Regions from separate parts of the Ovis aries genome. Here region 1 is linked to region 2. The links are chromatin contacts, called in public Hi-C maps. All regions are on one chromosome and are shown on one strand. Each heading gives the region's core, a stretch centred on a gene start, on an enhancer-like site or on the middle of the called end of the contact. The rest is flanking DNA. Distances are from core to core; before and after follow the strand shown.

What was found. A called contact is a pair of places that touch in the nucleus more often than the background predicts.
Region 1: a Hi-C map of liver shows a contact between it and region 2, with 5 times the contacts expected there. The contact joins two enhancer-like sites. A contact is called at or near these places in 12 of 16 Hi-C or Micro-C datasets (blood, hypothalamus, liver and 6 more).

Annotation. Positions count from the first base shown.
Region 1 is chr3:222,322,140-222,329,330 of ARS-UI_Ramb_v3.0, reverse strand. LOC121819243 reads right to left here. Exons shown (of 5, transcript XM_042247879.2): 5 at 7,064-7,191. It overlaps MIRLET7B (microRNA let-7b), which reads right to left; the gene lies at 7,188-7,191. Among named protein-coding and RNA genes, the nearest start is that of MIRLET7B, 3.7 kb to the right of the region's middle. Within about 2 kb of position 3,555, at least 9 of the 54 cell types and tissues checked have an H3K27ac peak or open chromatin away from gene starts, as enhancers often do. A contact at or near this core is called in liver, where this site is marked.
Region 2 is chr3:222,210,752-222,218,244 of ARS-UI_Ramb_v3.0, reverse strand. No RefSeq gene overlaps it. Among named protein-coding and RNA genes, the nearest start is that of WNT7B, 16 kb to the right of the region's middle. Within about 2 kb of position 4,959, at least 35 of the 54 cell types and tissues checked have an H3K27ac peak or open chromatin away from gene starts, as enhancers often do. A contact at or near this core is called in liver, where this site is marked.

The sequences.
Region 1 (7,191 bases), core at 2,306-4,805, 110 kb before region 2:
CCCTGTGTCGGGAAGATGCCCTGGAGAAGGAAATGGCAACCCACTCCAGGACTCTTGGCCTGGAGAATCCCATGGACAGAGAGCCCAGCAAGGGCTACAAGGGGTTGCAAGGAGCTGGACGTGACCGAGAGACTAGACACAACGTGCACCCGGCACTAGACCAGGTGCTGGGGATAATGCAGGGACAAGATGACACAGGTCCCTGGAGCTCAGCCTCGTGGGGCGGGGGTCGGCCCACACGCAGCTAGATAAGGAGCACGGTAGGGGCAGGTAGAGCTTAGAGCTTCAGGGAGCGGCCCAGGGACGTCAGCTGGGTCTGGCAGTCCTCCCATGGACATGAACAGTTTCACGGAACACCAACACCCCCGGGCTGGTCCCGGACACAGACAGCAGCGGAGACCTCGTCCAGGCCACAGAAATGTTCGGACCTCCCAGTTCCCAGCTGCGGGAGTGACCGCTGCTTCCGGGGTGAATGACAGTCCCCGCCCTCTCCTGTCGCGGCCACACCCCTTCCCGAGACCAGCCAATTGGAAGCGAGCTGGCCTCCCCAGGCCCCGCCCAGCAACCCCGGCACCTGGTGAGAAGCCGCGTGACTGCCTTGTGGCCGAGACCACCGAACCTCTTGGTCCACCGCGGGGAAGCCCCGATTTGCTTTGACAGCTCAGTGGAGACAAGAAAAATGAGTAGTGGGGAGAGAAAACGGAGACACGGGGGCGAGTGTGGGCGCTGTTGGCCCGGGTGGGTGCCGGGGAAGGCCTGGGGTGTCTGGGGGAGGGAGGCTGTGGGGCGCCCCATGCCCCGAGCAGCGCTGGACACTCACCGCCTCATCTCGCGGGGTCTGCCTGCTCCGCCCACCTGGCCGGTGTTTGTGGCCCAGGGACCCCCCAGTACCTGCAAGGGCCGCTCTGCTTGTCGTCAGTTTGGGTGAGGAGATGGCTTCAGAGAGGGCCTGGGTCACACAGCTGGGGTGTGGCTGAGACGGTGAGGGCTCGGCCCCTCTGCGGGGTGGTCTCCTGAACCTGTGTTCCTTCTGCCACACCCTGGGCCCCCTCCCTGGCAGCATGGGCTGCTGGGCTGAATGCCTATGGGCCAGAGGGCTGGCAGAGGGCTGGCTGGCTCCTTGGTGCCAGGCACTGCCTGCCCCTGGGGTACCTCCATCTGCGGGTGACCACAGACCCCGGGAGGGTGCCTCCCCCATACCCAGTCCCACCAGGGCTCCTGCGGGCCTCTGCCCCAGCCTCAGTCCCAAACACTGGGTGGTGGGCCATCAGCCTGGACCCTCAGGTGCTGGGTCCCTGGGCCACTGGTAACCCCCAACAGACTTCCTCACTCCTGGAACGATCCTGCCCCCACCTGCCTCCACACTCCGGGGGGCTGTGCCTGCCCCGACCTGCGGGGAAGCCTCCTTTGGGTGCCTCTTCCTCCTGCAAGGACCCCCACCCCCTAGACTGGCTCCTCCACCATTCTTCCTCCTCCACGCCTGCCCTTCAGGGGGCGCCTGTCCTCCACCCCCCAGCCCCACACCCTGAACTCCCCCAGCCCCATACCCTGAACCCCCCCATAGAGATGCCTTCACGCACCCCTTTCCTCCCTGTCCTCAGTCCCCTCATCCTGCCTCTCTGTCCCCCCCCAGGCCTTCACCTCTCTCCACCAGCTGCCACCTGGGCCCCGATGCCTTCAGGCCACAGGCCAGCTGCTCGGGCCTCCCTGCGGTGCGTGGGGAATGAAACGTCCACACGAGCTGGGGCCGTGGACTTCTCCGCTGCCCCAGGAGAGGTGTGGGAGAGGGAGTGCTGGGGGAGGCCCCATGATGTGGGGGCAGGGAGGGGAGGAGGGGAAGGAGGGGGGTCAAGGAGGGGGCAAAGTCCTCTCCAGGATGGGCTACCCTTTGTGTTGGCTCCCCAGAGACCTCAGTGGTCAGCACGCCTTGCTCACCACGCTGCGCTGCCCTGCCCGCCTGGGGCTTGGCTGTGGAATTGACACCCAGGATTTGGGAAGAAGGCAGAGCGCTGGGGTCCAGGCCCACCAGGAACAGGCCCCACCACCTTTAACCCCGGGTCAAGCCCGCAGGGAGAGGGCGTCACTTCCTTCTGAGGGGCCAGGTGTCCGGTGTGTAGGCGGCCACTTTGCTCTTGTTAAAGTGGACCTGTGTGTGTGAGGCAGATGGCAGAGGACCTTGGGCGGGCCCTGGGCCAGGTCTGCTTCCCTGGCCACAGGGAAGGGAGTCCAGAACTCCAGCCGCCCCTTCTCTGCAGCCCCATCCCCTCACCAAGGGCAGAAGGACACCCCGGGGGGCAGGACAGCTGCAGGCCCCCCTGGGGTGCACAGGCCTGGTTGCGACTCCAGCTCTGTCCTGGCCTCCTGTGTGGCCTGGGGACGGTCACTGAGTTTCTCTCAGCATCAGTGTCCACACCCATGACATGGGCTCAGGACTGCAGCCCCCTGCCTAAGGACCAGAGACATTGCCCCGGCACATGGTGTTCCCAGTGGGGGCTGACTCGGGAGTATTTACACCAGTGGCTGGAGCCTTCCACTCCCTTCCCTGGGAGAGTGACCCCTGCCATGGAGACCTGGTCGCCACGGAGATGCGCAGGAGCTGGGGCTGTCTTTGCAGCAGACAACCTAAGAGGTCCTGGGTCCTTGAGGCCAGAGGCACTTGGTGCTGTCAGGGCAGATGAACTTGGGCCACCAAGCAGGAAGCCAGGTAGAAGGCAGCCTTGGGTTCAAGAACCGCTGAGACTGTGGTGGGATTGGAGGCCCTTGAGCAGACCAGACCTGAAGGCCCTCTCCTCCTGGCCCATCTCAGACCTCCAGATGTCCAGGCTCTAACATGTAACTGTAGCTGGTGCCAACCTCTCCTCTTCTAGAGAGACTAGCTGAGCTCAGCCCCTTACCCAACTGACGCGGGGACTCCCCTAGGCCCCCAGCCCCCCGAAAGCCCACCCTGGACCCTCAGACCCTGCCTGATCCGGAAGGTACAACACGGCAGAAACCCATCTCTGCTAAATGACACGGATGGGTGTGAAGTCTCTCCAGGCCACCCTGGTCCTACAGCAAGAGCCAGACCCTGCCCTCCCCTCTCAGCCTGGCGTCTGCGGCCTCCACGTCAGGCCCCTCTGCCGGGGCCGCCCCCATCGTGGGGTCTCCATCCTCCTAGGCACAGGGACTGCCTCCCTTCCTGCATTAAGTGTGGCCTCAGGCCCGCAGGCAGTGCCTGGAGACAGGTGGCAGATGTAGCAGGCAGCCCTACCCCTCACTGGGGTGCTGCGGGTGAGGAGGGGGCACCGATGGGGGGCAGGACACTGCCAGCTGGGTCACCTGGGGCCATGCAGGGGGCCACCCTGCCTGGGGCGTGGGGGAGTGGCAAGGGGTGGGGCAGTGAATGCTGCCCAGTCATTCGTCCACAGGAAGCTCTCCTGGGGCCCTCCCCCCTGGGCTGACCTTGAACCCCAGGCTTCTGGCCCCGGGTGGGGTCAGCCCCTTCCACGGCCGCCGCGGTGGAGGGCCCTGGCTGGCCGCTATGGCCTTCTCCCGCCACACGGTGTCGCTGTCGGGGACGCTCAGTGCGATGGCAGGGGCCGCCCCTCAGGGCCCAGCCAGGCCCGCCCTCTGGCCAGCCGGGGAAGGGGGCACGGAGGTGGGTGAGAGCAGGGCTGGGCCCAGGGGCAGGGAGGGGGCCGGGCCAAGGAGCTGAAGGAGGTGCTCAGCCTCTCGGGGCGGAGGCCACGCTCGCAGGCAGAGCCCAGGCTGGCTGGGAGGGTGGGGGTCGGTGGGGGGGTGGTGCTTCCTCCTTAAACATGATTACAAAACACGTCTTAGGACCTGGCGGCATAGACGCATGTACTCCAAGGTGGTTTCATTGCTATGGATGCCATGTGTTGAATCGTACGTATTATTATACAGTCACAACATATATCGTATATTACGTGTAATATATAGTCAGTATCATTGTATTCCTTTTTCCTTCAAACTTTAAACGGAGTTAAAGTGAGACTTTCTGTTGTCACGAACAGTATGTGGGCCTTGGTGCTGTGCCTGCCCTGCCGATGGACAGACTAGCCCTGTGGCCCTGAGTGTCCCCTGAGACGCTGGACCCTTGTCAGCTCACCTGAGTCACCTCAGCCCTGGGGGGCGGCCTGGTCACTCCATGCCCACGTGGCCAGGTGGGCCCTCGCTCAGTCCTGGTCTGTAGGGTCTAAACGCTGGGCTGGCTCTGCCATCATCTCTCTCAGGGTCCAAGGTCAGCGGCGGCCCCTGTGAACCTTAAGGCCCATGGTTTCTCAAAGGCCCCCCACCTTGGACACCCCAGAAGCCCCTCAAGTCCCCTGGTGAGTCGCCTCCCAGGAAGGGCAGGAATGCGCAGACCTCTCCCCGGCGGGACACAGCTGCACTCGGCCTATCGCAGCAGGCAGAGAGGTCCAAGGGAGGCCTGGCTTCTGCACACTTGGGGACAGGGGATCACCTCCAGGGTTGCGGTCTTCTGCTCTCCCCCAGCACTCACCCACATCTCTGAGCATGGTCCTGGTCTCCCCTGGGGGGCAGGGGGCTGACAGTCTGGGGGCCCCAGCCTGCTCTCCACCCTGCTCACCTGCTGGCCAGACCCAGGGCCCACGATGGGCCAGGAGCCACTCCCTGGTTAGGCAGCAGGTGGCAGCAGGCGCCCAGCTTCGGACCAGGGCCCTCACTCCCTGACCTGGCTCCACTACCCCCGCTGAGCAGTCTCAACTGCTAGCTCCTTCCATCCATCAAACAGCCCCTACGAAGGGGGGTGGGGAAACTGAGGCTTGGTGAGCAGAGCAACTGCCCAGACCTCTGCTCCTGAAGCCTGGCCCGTTTTGCCACCTCCCAGAACCTCCCAAAGTAGCTGCTTTGCCCACCCTGACTTCATCCAGTTTGTTTTGGGATTCAACTGCTTCTGCACATTACTGGTGACTAGGTGGTCAGAGAAGGCAATGGCACCCCACTCCAGTACTCTTGCCTGGAACCTCCCATGGACGGAGGAGGCTGGTAGGCTGCAGCCCATGGGGTCACGAAGAGTCGGACACGACTGAGCGACTTCACTTTCACTTTCATGCATTGGAGAAGGCAATGGGAACCCACTCCAGTGTTCTTGCCTGGAGAATCCCAGGGACAGGGGAGCCTGGTGGGCTGCCATCTATGGGGTCGCACAGAGTCGGACATGACTGAAGCGACTTAGCAGCAGCAGCAGGTGGTAGGTACCACCCTCCCCCGTGCCCCTTGGGCACACATTTGAGGCCCTGTTGGTCTCTGGGGTCAGCCAGTTGGTGACAGAGGAGAGGCTGGAAGTCGGTTGCCTGGAAGGTAGAGAACGTTGCAGGGTGAACCAGGTGTCACCTCCTCCAGGAAGCCATCCCCGATTGCAATGCAGGGCCCAGGGCTCTTCGGGGCTTTCCTAGCCCCTGGGCTGCCGTCATCATGGTGCTGACCACAACAGGTGGCTGTTGTGTGTCTGGTCTGCTCCCTACCAGGCCATGAGCTCTGATGATGATGCTCCATGACTGCAGGGCCAGACACAGCAAGAGTGCCAGGAGGGTATCCACAGTCACGGTCAGCTGAGACAGACATGGGCTCCCGTGGCCAAAGGTGGTGCTGAGCTGCAGACATTCAGAGAGGGGCTGTGCACTCAGCACCACGGCAGGCAGGAGGGGCGGGGACGAGTCCAGGTGGGAGCCCAGTGCCCAGAAGGGCAGAGCGGCTGCTCCGAGCAGCTCTTAAATCTTGCCGTAGGAGTGGGGATGGAGAGACAGGAGGGACACACAGGGTGTCCAGGGAGCACAAGCAGCCGGATTCTGCTGCTGACCGACCCAGGGTGATGAAGAGGAGGTGGGCAGTGCCTCTCCTCGATGACCCACACAGCCAGCAAGCTGCAAACTCCTACACAGGTGTCAAGACCCAGCTCATATGGCCCCTGGTTTAGAAAGCCCTCCCTGCCCCTTGGGGGTCCCTGCTCTGGGTTCCCACCCTGACCCACAGTGCAACCGCAGCTCTGCAAGGGCAGCCAGGCCACAGACAGGTGTCGGGGTGCTGGCCTCACAGGTGTGGCCACGCAGGGCTGGGGCCCTGCAGGACCCAGGCAGGAGGCTCAGGATGGGCGAGGGACTGGGGCTGAGATCGCAGACTGGGGCTGTCATCATGGCTGCAGGAGGGCAGGGGGTCCCTCCACAGCCCCAGGCTGCTGCACTCAGGCTGAGGGCACGCCAGGCTCAGCCCACCTCTCCCCGCTCCGGGACCCTGGCGGCATCAGGAGCCTCCTCTGGCCTTGTCACAGGGTCCCTGTCCCAGACCCTGCCCAGGATCAGCCTGAGCCTTGTCTGTCCTGCAGCTGGGGGCCCCTGAGCTGTCGTCTGCACTTCCTGTGCCACAGACAGGAGCCAGCCCGCAAGGCGTCGTGGGGTGACGGGGGTGCTGCTCCAGCCGTGGGTGCAGGGGTGGGCAGTGGACCCAGGCATGGCAGCCCCTCCCCAAGGGTACTCTGAGTCAAGGCGACGGGTCTCTTCAACACCTGGGCTGGTGGCATGGGGACAGGCCTGCAGCAGCCACTGGCAGAGAGCCTGAGACCCCAGCAGAAACTGGGTGGACACTGGGAAGGCAGTCAGACCGGAGATGAACCCCCGACGTTAAGGGCTACTCGGGAAACCGTCCTGAGGGCGCTGGGGACTTCCGGACTCCAGTCAGGCACTGGGTCTGAGGTGGCATCAGGGGCAGGGCCCTGGACTGTGCTCTGAGTGGCTGACTGGGATCCACACCACCTGCAGGGGGGCCTGTGGGGGCCTCCACCAACCTGGGGGCCCAGGGACGCCTCTGGAGCCCAGGTCCCACAGCTTGTGCTCAAATGGGGTGTGAGATGGGTGGGGGCTGGGGTCCAGGACTGCACCCACCAGGAGGGCCTGAAGGCGGCCGGGATGGCAGACGAGGGTGTGCTGAGCCCCCAGCAGCCTGGAGGTGGCCCCCCACTCAAGCCAGACCCACGCCTGCAACACCAACATGCATGCCCTCCAGCGCCCAGCCCCCGGGCTCCCAGAACGAACAGGGCCGACTCCAGTTCCACGATGAACAGCTTTATTGAGCTCCAGGTGTGCACGCCACAGCCTCCCGCCTGCCTGCCTGGCCACCCAGTCGCCTGCTGCACGCGGGGGCGGACCCTCCGTGGACGTCACTGGGCCCCTCAAG
Region 2 (7,493 bases), core at 3,710-6,209:
CCAAAGAGGAGAGACGGAAGGGGGCCGTGGAGTGAATCACCGGCTGAGGCCGAGGGGTGGTGGGCACACAGGTCCGCTGAGCATGAACGACAGCCTGCCTCTCTTCCTCACCCCCGTCTGTACACCCGCAGGAGTGACAGGCGGGGGGCTGGGCCGGGGTCAGGCCGATGGGCACGTGCTGAGGGCCTGGCAGGCAGGGGTCACTGTGCCCCAGTGGTGTGATTCGGATTGAGACCTGACACCTCTGACCCTGACCACGGGAAGAATTTGTGTAAATCGCCACTTTGCTCTGTTGCCTTGGATGCTGAGGAGCTCTGAACCAGAGCTGTGAGCTTATCTCTGGCTCCACTTAGACTAAATTCATTTTTAAAAACTTAACTGCGTTTTCATTTATTCTTTTATTTTTGGCTATGCGAGTCTTTGCTGCCTTTGCAGCCTTCTCTCTAGGCTTCAACAGCATGTGAACCATGAACTTCCAGATGTATGAGCTGGATTTAGGAAAGGCAGAGGAGCCAGAGGTCAAATTGCCAACATCTGCTGGACCATAGAAAAGACTAGAGAGTTCCAGAAAAACATCTACTTCTGCTTCACTGACTACACTAAAGCCTTTGCCTGCGTGGATCACAACAAACTGTGGAAAAGTCTTCAAGAGATGGGAATACCAGAGCATCTGACCTGCCTCCTGAGAAACCTGTATGCAGGTCAAGAAGCAACAGTTAGAACCAGACATGGAACAATGGACTGGTTCCAAATCAGGAAAGGAGTAAGTCAGGCTGTATACACACAGTGCATCATGCAATAATGCTGGGCTGGAGGAAGCACAAGCTGGAATCGAAATTGCAGGAAGAAATATCAATAACCTCAGATATGCAGATGACACCAAATGGCAGGAAGCAAAGAAGAATTAAAGAGGCTCTTGATGAAGGTAAAAGAGGAGAGTGAAAAAGTGAATGTTTAAAACTCAGCATTCAGAAAACGAAGATCATGGCATCCGGTCCCATCACTTCATGGCAAATAGATGGGGAAACAATGAAAACAGTGAGATACTTTATTTTCTCGGGCTCCAAAATCATGGTGGATGGTGACTGCAGCCATGAAATTAAAAGACGCTTACTCCTTGGAAGGGAAGTAACGACAAACCTAGACAGTGTATTAAAAGCAGAGACATCAAGAATTGAATCGCCAGTCTATGTCTGACGCAGGATACAGCATGCTTGGGGCTGGTGCATGAGGATGACCCAGAGAGATGTTATGGGGAGGGAGGTGGGAGGGGGGTTCATGTTTGGGAATGCATGTAAGAATTAAAGATTTTAAAATTATAAAAAAATAAAAATAAATAAATAAATAAAAGCAGAGACATTACTTTGCCAACAAATGTCCATCTAGTCAAAGCTATGGTTTTTCTAGTGGTCATGGATGGATATGAGAGCTGGACAATAAAAAAGGCTGAGTGCCAAAGAATTGATGGCTTTAAACTGTGGTGCTGGAGAAGACTCTTGAGAGCCCCTTGGACTACAAGGAGATCCAACCAGTCCATCCTAAAGGAAATCAGTCCTGAATATTCATTGGAAGGACTGATGCTGAAGCTGAAACTCCAATACTTTGGCCACCTGATGTGAAGAACTAACTCATCTGAAAAGACCCTGATGCTGGGAAAGATTGAAGGCAGGAGGAGAAGGGGACGACAGAGGATGAGATGGCGGGGTGGCATCACTGGCTCGATGGACATGAGTTTGAGTGAGCTCCGGGAGTGACGGTCGGGGAGGCCGGGCGTGCTGCAGTCCACGGAGTCGCAGAGAGTTGGGCACGACTGAGCGACTGAACAATAACTCCAGTTGCGGCAGACGGGCTTAGCTGCTCCCCGGCAAGCGGGATCGTGGCTCCTGGACCAGGGATCGAACCCATGTCCTCTGCTTTGGAAGGTGGATTCTTAACCACCCAGCCACCAGGGAAGTCTCTTTCCCTTCATCTTTTGCCTCTGCTTGTCATACCATGCCCCGTGGCTTCTTGGTCGCACGACCAAATCCTTTCTGAGCGACGGACCCCTGAGTCCTCCCTTCAGGCTCCTTGGTCCCCACAGCCCTGCAGAGGCCCCCCCACCCGTGGATGACACGGACTCCTGCCCTCAGGGAGCACGCCTGCCAGGCCTGGGATGTTCACACCCTCGGCTCGGGCTCAGACCCCTTCTCCCCACCTCCCACCAGGTCCAGGCTGCCCTCCACCAGCACGCCTGCTTCCTGGGGGTCAGGCGTCCAGCGAGGCTGCAGGACGGGAGGACTGTGGGCCCGGCACAGGTAGCAGCTGCCAGTGTCTCCTCTGTTCCTCCTCCTGGTTTGCATAGTTTTATTTACTGATTTTCCACCGTGCGGGGTCTTCGTTGCTGTGCGGGCTTTCCTCGAGTTGCCGTGAGCCGGAGCTACCCTCTAGTGGCTTGAGATCCTGCTGCGGTGGCCTCTCTCGCTGCGGAGCACGGGCTGTAGGTGCAGACTTCAGCAGTTGCAACACGTGGGCTCAGAAGGTGCGGCTCCCGGGCTCTAGAGCACAGACTCAATAATTGCGGTGCCCAGGCTTAGCTGCTCCGAGGCATGTGGGATCCTCCCAGGCCAGGGATCGGACCAGTGGATTCTTCACCACTGAAGCCACCAGGGGCGCGCTCTCCTCCCGCTGTGACCCTTGTCTCATCTGGCCCTCAGGCTTCTGAGTAGTGGAGGCAGCAAGCTCACAGCAGGAGTGCCCCAGCGCTGTGGCACCCCAGGCCTCTGTCCCGAGGAACTCAGGCTCACCAGGAGGCAAGGTGATGGAGCAGGTCCCGGGACTGTGAGAGCCTGGGGGGGCGCGAGGCATCAGGGGAGGCTGCCTGGAGGAGGGGACCTCACAGGTGAGACCTGAAGCTCAATAGTGTTGATCGGGAGAACGGGGTGTGGGAGGAAGCAGGCGGCAGGAGGCTGTGAGGAGCGGTCAGGACAGGTGGGTCCATGGCCCTTCTAATGCCAAGGAGCTGAGAAGGTCCTTCGAAGCTGGCCCTGGGGCACCGGGGCCTGGGTCAGCGGAGGCAGGACTCCCCTGTGCTGGGGAGGAGGGAGCAGGCAGGAGGCCCGGGGGGCACACGGAAGCTTCAGAGACGAGGGTGTGCCGGGCTCTCAGACACTCACTCAGGGCACAGTTCTGACTTGATCATTCAGTCGAGCCTGAGGACCCCTCTGACCCCTGGCACCCCTTGCCTGGTGTTGGGGGGAGTGGGTCTTTCTCCCCAAGATTAGCACCAAAACCCCCCAACCCCGCCGGGCAGCAGCAGAGAGAATGGTGATGACTTGGGGAAAGGATAACGGATTCTGGCCAGATTTCTGACGTTAAAATAGACTTTGAAAAGTATGGCTGAGACAATAATTCTGGAAGAAAAACAACAAAAGAAGCTTCTAGAAGCCAGCGCCCCAGCCAGCATGAGTTCAGGCCCCAAACAATGGCTCTGGGGAGATGATCCGTTGGTGACCCTGACCTGCACAGTTGCAGGCCTCCGGGGGGCTTGGGAACTGTGGGGGTGCCCAGACCCTCAGGACAGGGCGGGGCTGCCCAGGGTCCCCCGCCCTGGGAGCACAGTGAGCGGAGCCCCGTGCTGGCGCCAGCTCTGTGGAAGGTGGGGCGGGAGGCCTTGCAGTGGTGACGAGAGCAGGTCCACCTCTTCAGGTGCCCCGGGAGACCTGGGTTCGATCCCTAGGCCGGGAAGATAGCCTGGAGAAGGGAATGGCTCCCTACTCCAATATTCTGGCCTGGAGAATTCCATGGACTGTACAGTCCACGAGGTCACAAAGAGTCGGACATGACTGAGCGACTTTCATGACATGGCTGCTCAGGGATGGAGGCATGGGTGACCCCGGGGGCACCTGGCTGGAAGGGGGACCCCAGAGTCTGCCTGTCGAGACAGAGAGGTTCTGAGGCTGGGCACCGCTGGCGGTGAGGCTGCAGGAGTCAGATGCTACTGGAGGGGGACTCTGAGCTGCCTCAGTTTACCCTGTTGACCAAGATGCTCTGCTGCTGCGTACCAGGTCGCTCAGTCGTGTCCAACTCTTTGCAACCCTATGGACCGTAGCCCGCCAGGCTTCTCTGTTCCTGGAATTCTCCAGGCAAGAATACTGGAGTTGGGGGTCTGCTCAAGCCAGAGCACCAGATCCAAACAAATGAATTCCGTTTTCCCCTCTGGATGCAGCTGTCTTTCCTCAGGGATGCTCAAGGTGGGGGCGGGGGGAGTGCTCCGTGGTCCTGAGACCTGGGGGAGGCTGACTCAGGCGGGGATGTCTCGGACCCTGCAGCCCCTGCCCAGGCTGGGCACCATGGAGTCCAAGGAACACCGGGGTTCCCAGGTTTGACCTCTGTGCCAGCCCGCCCACCAAGCCCTGGGCCTGCAGTCTAAGGTCCAGTTCTCTGGGGACCGGAACTGAAGCCTCTGTGGCTGCACTGCCTCTGTGGGAACCTAAGAGCTGGATTCTTTTCCTTGGGGAGGAGGCTGCGGCCAGCCCCGGAGTCATTTCACTTGTAAATTAGGTCTTGGCTTTTCTTGTCTCTGGCTTCTCCCCCTCCGCCTTGGCTGGGAGGTGACCATCTGCAGTAGGGCCAGCAATGGGCTGGGCACCCCCCAGCTGGGTGACTCGATGGTTGTTGGGGGGTTGGAAGGATAGGGAGTGGGGCCCAGCCTGGGAGGCTGTGCTGGGGGCGGGGGCCTGCCTGCGTTGTCCAGCCTCCTCACTTTAGGTTTGGGGTGGCCCTGAAGGGGGCCCAGTTGGGTCACCCTCCCCCCAGCCCCACGATCCAGGCCCCTGGGCGTTTTCGGGGGGCGGGGAGGGCCCAGTGGCGTCCGCGCAGACGCGGAGCCTGAGCTGGGTCAAGGTCCCCCAGGCCCCGCCTGCCCTGGGCAGGAGCCGCTTCCGGCCTCAGGGCAGACAATGCGCTGGCTGGGGAGCCGTGGCCCCTGGCCAGATCCCCCACCCCCAACCCAGCCACACAGGAAGCCGGAACTCAGAAGACAGCGTGTCCTGGAGTGAACCCTCCGGCAGGCGCTGTGGTCCAAGGCATCTGATTCCCAGAGGAGGCTCCTCCAGTTGAATCAAACTGATTTCTTCCAGCCTTAAAATGACTAGGGGCCCCGGAGCCCTCCTGGGGGTGGGGGGACTTCAGTCCTCACCCTCGGGGTATGCTGAGTTTCTTCCTAACCATGAGGCCTTTGCACTGGCGCGCCCTCTGCCCACCACTCTGGCCTCCAGGTCCCTTCGAGGCCACCTCCTCCTGATTGCAGCTGCAGGGCCCACTCCTGGCCCACGTCTCCCCTTCCTGTTGGGGTTTCACGGGCCGTCTGCCCCCCTTCCCTCACCCCAGCCCCCAGCACAGCTCAGGCCTGAGCTGGACCTGTCGGCCTTGGTCCCTGCTGTCACCATGGGTCTGGGTGAGCTCCCCCCAAGCACCCCGACCCCTGCGTCCACTGCCCACCCCTGCGTGCACTGCCCACCCCCTCCAGGCAGTGCCTCCCTGCAGGCTCAGCTCGCGTGCTCCCCCAGCCCCGGGGCGCCTCCAGTAGCACACGCACCGCCTCCGTGTGCCCATCTCAAGGGGGCCCAAAGGCTGGGGTGAGGGTCCAGGCGGCTGGGGGCTGTGTACCCCAGTGACTGTCAGGGTCAAAGTCACCGACGACCCCTTTCCTCTGCACCCCCAGGGCTTGCCCCTGGAGACAGGCCTGCGGACCAGGAGGCTGGCCCCTCTGAACCGGATGGAAGGAGCTGAGAGCCAAATTCCAAAGAGCAGGGTGGCCCTTCCCCGGGCCCTGCTCCCTGGCCGGACGTCCCACCTCCCCGCCCCCAGCGGAGGACCAGCTCCTTCCCAGGCCTGCCGGCTGCACGGCCCTCGCCAGGCCCCCAGCCTCCTGGGCTCCTTTCCGCCGAGAGGCCCCCCAGGGCCTCGAACGCCCCTGCCCTGGGCCAGCAGCGCTCCTCACTGCCCGTGCTCGCCCCGTGGGCCTCAGGGAGTCCCTGTCAGTCTGTGGCGCTTGGGCGTCGGTAGGTGGGTAGGAAGGGTGGTTCGTGCAGCTCCAGCTGGGTCTCACCGCTCCTGCCAGGCTTGGCTCTGGTTTTTATTTTCAAGGTGAAGGAGTTAACTTTTTGCTCACTTCTGCATTCTCCAAACCCTTTTGCATAAAACCTGGTACACACTAGGCCCAAAAGAGATGCTTGTTGGCTGACACATGACTGAGGGGTCTGTGGGGACAGCGCAGCCCTCAAACAGTGAGCGGGTGTATCTGTGCTTCGGTTTGTATGTCTGCGTGTGTGTCTGTGCGTGTGTCAGGATGTGTCTCTGTGAGTGCATGTGGGCGTATGTGTATCTGCATGTGTCAGTCTGTGAGTGCATGAGTGTGTGTGTCTGTCTGCGTGTGTCGTTGTGAGTGTGTGTTTGTCAGAGTACATGAATGTGTATGTGTGTCTCTGTGTAAGTGTGTGTGTCAGTCTCTGTGAGTGTGTATATGTTTGGCTGTGTGTGAATGTGTGCCTGTGCGTGTCTGTGTGTATGTGAGTGTGTGTGCCTGTGTGAGTGTGTCTGTGTGCATGTGAGAGTGTGTGTCTCTGGGTGTGTGTCTGTGTGCATGTGAGTGTGTGTGTGTCTCTGACTGTGTCGGTGTGCCTATGTGTGAGTGTCTGTGTGTGTGTCTGTGGGCCTGTGTGTGTGTCTCTGTGTGTGTGTCTCTGCGTGTGTCTGTGTGCCTGTGTGTGTCTGTGTGTATGTGAGTGTGTGTGCCTGTGTGAGTGTGTGTCTGTGTGCATGTGAGAGTGTGTGTCTCTGAATGTGTGTCTGTGTGCATGTGAGTGTGTGTGTGTGTGTCTCTGACTGTGTCGGTGTGCCTATGTGTGAGTGTCTGTATGTGTGTCTGTGGGCCTGTGTGTGAATGTGTCTCTGTGTGTGTCTCTGAGCCTGTGTCTGTGTGTGTCTCTGCGTGAGTCTGTGTGCCTGTGTGTGTGTGTCTGTGTGCATGTGAGAGTGTGTATCACTGTGTGTGTGTCTCTGTGCCTGTGTGTGAGTGTGCATGTGAGAGTGTGTCTCTGAGCCTGTGTGTGTGTGTCTCTGCGTGTGTCTCTGAGGCTGTGAGTGTGTGTGTCTCTGCGTGTGTCTGTGTGCCTGTGTGTGTGTGTCTGTGTGTCTGTGCGTGAGTGTGTGTCTGTGTCTCTGAGCCTCTGTGTGAGTGTGCATGTGAGAGTGTGTGTCTCTGAGCCTGTGTGTGAGTGTGTCTCTGTGTGTCTCTGAGCCTGTGTGTGTGTCTCTGTGTGTCTCTGAGCCTGTGTGTGTGTGTGTCTCTGAGCCTGTGTGTGAGTGTGTCTCTGTGTGTGTCTTTGAACCTGTGTGTGAGTGTGTCTCTGTGTGTGTCTCTGAGGCTGTGTGTGTGTGTGTCTCTGCGTGTGTCTGTGTGTCTGTGTGTGTGTGTGTCTGTGTGTGTGTCTCTGAGCCTGTGTGTGAGTGTG